Regions from separate parts of the Anser cygnoides genome. Here region 1 is linked to region 2. A link is a contact called in public Hi-C data. All regions are on one chromosome and are shown on one strand. The core of a region is the stretch at or near the end of the contact, and the rest is flanking DNA. Distances in the headings are between cores, read along the strand shown. Region 1 overlaps RBFOX2 (RNA binding fox-1 homolog 2). Region 2 holds the start of TXN2 (thioredoxin 2).

Region 1 (2,700 bases), core at 192-2,691, 240 kb before region 2:
CAGTCCTTGGCTTATGCAACGCTTTGTTGAAAACCATTTAATGTCAACGCTGAATTAACACTTCACATAGCTGACTATGATAGGAGTCAATATTTGTGTCCACTTGGTTAGTCTTCTTAATGCGACCCTTAGACATTCAAATTTTCAATCAGGAAAAATAGGTGAACCATGCTTGACATTTCTATTATTACTAAGCTTAAAAACTAGCAATTAAATACACATATTTTTGATGTGGGAGAGAAAACAACACATACATATATTTTTAATTCCTTCTCATAGATGACCTGCAAAGAATAGGGATTAATTTGTACCCAAATACATATACAACAAACAATTCTCAGTTTTCCCTCCCAAGGTTGTCTTGCCCTTAAAGAAAAAAAAATTAAAAAGGAGGCAGATAAACAGTATTTGCTAGCTCAGCTCTATAGCAAGTACTGGTTTGCCCCACAGTACTAGGTATGGAGCCAGAGGAAGGGAAGATGCAATCCTGGGTTAAAAAAAAAGACTTAACGTTTCTAGAGTTTAGTTTACACAAATAACTCCCGTTTAATAAGGCTGTTATGATAACAAGGCTGAATTTTTCAACATTTCCCCCTCCACCAACTGCCAGGAACTTCTCCCAGGCAGAAAATAAATTTAAACCTCAACATACCCCACAAACACTAAATAAACCCTGCAAAAAAATTTAGGACTTATGAGTAATTTGCAGGGCCAGACTAACCCCCTTTTTACCCAAAGGTTTATTCAAAGGGCCTGAAGAGACCGAGTAACTGTCACCCTTTTAGTCTGGCCTCAGACTCTGCAATAAATAACAAGCAACATGATGAGCAGTGTAAAAAAAAATAAATAAATGTATATAGAGAGAGTATTTGAACGTTTCCATCTCTGAAGAATGAGAAAGAAAATTTACCATGTAACCGTAAAGGGAGAAATCAAAAGCAGACGGTTCTCCTGGGTGTGGCCAGAACACAGAAATTAAACAAAAAAAACAACAAAAATATAAAATAAAACAAAACAAAAAAAAAAGAAAATAAAAACAAAGGAAACTAAACAGAGCCCCTTGAAATCCATGCATTGTTAACCCTTTGTTTGTCATGGAGTTTAGACAGTCACCTCAGCAGCAGCGTTTTTGCCTTGTACCCCTAGAGCACGCAGCCAGCAATGGGCTTTGCCTTCCTCTGCTGCTGTGCTCTTTAGTTGTTGGGTCGTGGTTGTTTTTTTTTTTTTGTTTTTTTTTTTTTTTCCTCCATTTTTTCCCCCCACCTTTGTTTACAAATAAACTTTCAGGAGCCTGAAAAATATGGCCAAGGGGCAGAAGTTTAGGCTACCTGTTTCCAAGGCATTTGGGAGAGGAGGAGGGTTTCAGCTATAATCCACCTGAGATGAGCAGGTCTGGGTGCACCGACGGGAACACTGCCCGAAATTCAGAAGCACATGTTATCAGTCACACGCACTCACTTCAAACTGGTGAAGGAACCAGTGTAAACCGAGGCTGCCATCACTTCAGCAGCCCTTCCAGCTCCCCTGTGCTGCTCTGGGGCATTAGGCGCGGATGGACAAAGCATCCACCCAGCTGCCTACCTGTGCGGTCTAGTGAAACAGATGCAGGAATTACTCTGGCTAAAGAAATCCAAATAAATAAATAAATACATCTTTTTTAAAAAAAACAACACACGCCAAAGAGAAAACTCAACAGCGGGGCTATTTTTAAGCTGGATCACTTCCCCGATCCAGCTTGTTGCGTCGCTCCACTGCCAATCCCTCCTACAAAACCGAGAAGGGGGCAGAGGACAGGGCTGAATGGTGGGATTGCAGCCAGGGCTGCAAGCGCTGGCAGCTCTGGATCAGCTCCAGCCAACTCGGAGCAGAGGTCGCGCGGCCCCACAATTTGCCGGTTGTGCGCTCCTCCTCCTCCCCCCTTCATCTGACATGGAGTTCACCTTGCTGTGTGGTCAGCGAGTTTGACACGCTAGACCAGCAGAAGATGAGCTCTCGCTTCTCCTTCTCTCCCCCTGCTGGATTTTTTCTTTTTCTCCCTTTTTTTCCTTTTTTATTTTTTTTCTTTTTGCTAATTCGGCACCCTAAATTCAAGTCCCTGCACGATGACATGAGCACCACTAGGAAGGTGCCCCTCCCCACAAGGAGCAGCAAATCAGCTTACACTATCATTCCATCAGCTTCAGCCTTAATTATTCAAATTCAAATAAACCAGTTCACAGTGTATGGACAAATTTAACTCATTAACTTATTAGTATTACAGGGTTGAAGGTGACCTAGGCAATTCACCGTTCTTGACTAAACTAGGATAAAAGGTCACGTCTCTTGCAAACCATGAGCATTATAAAGGGATTTGGTGACCTGAGAAAGCGACACTGCTTTATACTTAATTTGTCATTAAGGCTCTTTGTGTTAATAACTTTATCTGAATTTCTGGCTCAACTGATGACATCTGAACAAAAATTATAAAAATAGAATTAAAGTGAAAACAAGCCCTCTGTAACACGGGAAGGTACCTGTTTCCCTGAGTGGAAACTAAGTTCACGACAGCGTGGCTCACTCAAAGCACCTAGTCCACTCCAAGAAGAAATAAACGCACATGACAAGCACGCAGTCTTTTAGGTAGAGTTATTCAAACCTAAACGAGTATTATTAACCTGTGGTTAACTGTAAACATGAAGACTTCAGTGCTTCCATACAGCT
Region 2 (2,700 bases), core at 77-2,576:
GGGACGCTGCTGGCATTGAACGCCGAGCATAAACATTAACCAGCTCCCCCAGCCCGGGCTGTCCTCCTTCTGCTGCTCAGCCGTTCGTCCCTGCCCTGCTCACGTGTTGAGCTGTAACCCAGATGGCCACAACGCCGCCGTGGTGCAAGCGTTGCTGTCAGGCATGGGGGCAGCCACCTGCACACCTATTGGCTCGTGCCAATTATCACAGGCTTGCCTGTGTACTTACTGCAGAGTTAGCTGCAAAAATTGCAGACATAGCAGGCGTTTAACGCAAGAACATGGCAGCCACGGCAGATTTTGCAAGGCCCCACACAGGGAAAACAGTGCTGCACCTAAACACGCTGGTTAGGGAGCTGTGAACTCCCTCAGGCCAAGGAAAACACAAGTTAAAGCTCTGAGTGCCCTTTTCATGTAAAACATAAGCTCATGCAAAACGTAAGTTTTGTGCCTCCTTCCATGTTGGGTTTCAGGCTTTCCATTATTTGTCTTTTTCTCCCTGGATGACCCCAGTTAATGTTGGTTGTGGTTCGTCAGTTTGGTCTGTTTAGTGCAGCTGTTTTGGGGCTGCTCTGTAGCCTGTTTGCCCAGAATCAGCCACAACTCCTATGGCAGCACTACAGGACCGTGAAAACACTTGAAAAAGCAGTATAATCGGCATCGTTAATCCAGCGGATAACATCCAGGAATATTTTAACTGGCAAGAGCACAACAACAGTTTTATCGATCACAAACATTGCTTCTGCTACCGTGAGGCTGTCAAGAGCTCTGGCCCAAGAGCGCACGGTGCTAGAGCTGCAGAGACACAGCGTGAGCCTGCGGGGAGGTACAAAACGCGCGTTAACGTCGCTCTGTGTTTTTTGGGGGGACACTTAGCCCCGAGAAGCGATGAAGGGCGTTACCGGAGCCTCGCCGTGCCCCGGGGCTCGGCGCTGCCGGGCACTTACTGCGCGTGGAAGTCCACCACGACGGGCTTGGCGCTGTTGACCACCCGCTCCTGGAAGTCGCCGCCGTCCTGCACGTTGAAGGCGCTCGGGCGGGCCGCGGAGGTGCCCAAGGCCCTGCCGGGGCCGGCCAGCAGCCGACGGAGCGCCAACCTCTGCGCCATCTGCGGGGAGAAGAGGGGGGCGTCAGGGCGGGGGGGCGGTCGCGATCCCCGTCCCGATCGCGACCCCGCTCCCTATCGCGGCCGCGGCCCCGCACCTCGCCCTGCCCGCAGGTGCCCAAACCCGCTTCCGGCCGTCTCTGCGGATGGAGCCGCCCCCCCCCGCCCCGTTTGCGGGAGCTCAGTGGCTGCCGCTGCTGTCACTCGCACCCAGCCGCCGGCTTGGGGCGGAGCAGGCTGCTCCGCGGGGACCTTTTTCGTGCCCCCTGGGGGAGCTTTGTCGCGCACCCCCGCGATTCATTGGGATTTAGGGGACCGGCCCCGCGTGGAGCCCCCCCGGGGGACGCACACGAACGCGTGGGGATAACAAAGGGGCAGGAAAGCGCAGCCCACCACCCAGCCAGCCCTTGGGAGAGGGGTTTTGGGGTGAGCGGAGGGGAGAGAAAGAAACAGGACGAGCGTTTTGTCACCAAAGTGCACCTGGAACTTTCTTGTCGGGATGCAGTGCAAAGAGGAGGGGTGGCGGACATGCTTTATAAAACGGGGTGTGTGGGGGGGCTTTTTAGGGTGTTTGGTACAGAGAAGAAATGTTTGGACAGCAGGCCCACAGTCAGTGTGAGTCTCTCTGCCCTAGGACTGGAGGCAGGCTGCTCAGCCGCGTAGGGCGAAGGGTCTCTTGTAGTGCTCTCCTGGAAATGAGAAATTATCCCCGCCGGACTTAACTAAAAACCCACCACCCCTCTGTGCCCACCTCCGGCACCGCCCTAAATCAAAGGCAGCAAAAATACCGTGCAGTTTGCCCAGAGAACCACTTCTGGATTCGGTACACAAACAGATCCCGAAGCACTCGCAGCACCCAGGGAGCAGCGCGCCCGCACCAGGCTGCCACGGGACACGAGCAAGTCACCTCACAAGAGGGAGGTGACAATGTAAGTCACCCAAACGTCCCTCAAATCTCCCCTTTTGGACCCCTGGATGTCGCTGCAGATGCTGGCCTAGGCTATAAACACCACCTTCAGGCAACTCTGAGCACTGCAAGGACAAAGCGGGCGCCTCAGCACCGCCGGATTTCAGGCCCTGCCTTGTCCTTGGGAGCACGTCGGTCCTTTCTGTAACAGCAAGATCTGAGCAGGTCTTTGGCAAGTCGTGAACGGCAGAAGAAGGGATGGGGATGGAAGAGGCGCGGGGGAGAGGGGAGAGCCCTGCCGGGGATCTCTGTTACAGTACTGGCACAGCAGCACCCGTGGGTTTCCGCGCGGCGGGAGAAACGTTAGAGTTCGTCCTTGGCGTTAACGAGATGCTGCAGCGGGCGGACGGGTACGACGTGGTCCTTCAGCAGCTGGTCCCCGTCGGGGAGTTTGTCACCTGAGAAGTCCGCGGCAGCAAAATCCTCCAGCAGGCCGGCTGCTACCGCGTGGCGCCGGAGCCTCTCGCTCCCCGCCAGTCCTTGCATCCTCGCGTAGCCCTGCTGGCAGAAGGGAGGCAGCTTCTGGCGGGTGAGGGCGAAGAGGAAACAGGATTCTGCCAGGGAGAGCACAAAAAAGTAAATGAGACTCACCGGAGACACCCTGTAGAGAACAATTCCCAAAGGCTTT

Evidence for each region. Hi-C and Micro-C count contacts between places; a contact is called where the count stands out from the background.
Region 1: a contact with region 2 is called in a Hi-C map of liver, with 2.9 times the contacts expected there. The contact joins the enhancer-like site here to the promoter of TXN2 in region 2. A contact is called at or near these places in 2 of 7 Hi-C or Micro-C datasets (both in liver).

Annotation. Positions count from the first base shown.
Region 1 is chr1:56,729,347-56,732,046 of Taihu_goose_T2T_genome, reverse strand. The region is part of intron 6 of RBFOX2 (RNA binding fox-1 homolog 2); the gene reads right to left. Among named protein-coding and RNA genes, the nearest start is that of MB, 47 kb to the left of the region's middle. Within about 2 kb of position 1,441, at least 2 of the 3 cell types and tissues checked have open chromatin away from gene starts, as enhancers often do. A contact at or near this core is called in liver, where this site is marked.
Region 2 is chr1:56,485,770-56,488,469 of Taihu_goose_T2T_genome, reverse strand. TXN2 (thioredoxin 2) reads right to left here and starts at 1,326. Exons shown (of 4, transcript XM_048048298.2): 1 at 1,204-1,326; 2 at 948-1,108. The coding sequence starts at 1,108. FOXRED2 (FAD dependent oxidoreductase domain containing 2) reads right to left here. Exons shown (of 9, transcript XM_066996741.1): 9 at 1,493-2,626. The coding sequence ends at 2,376.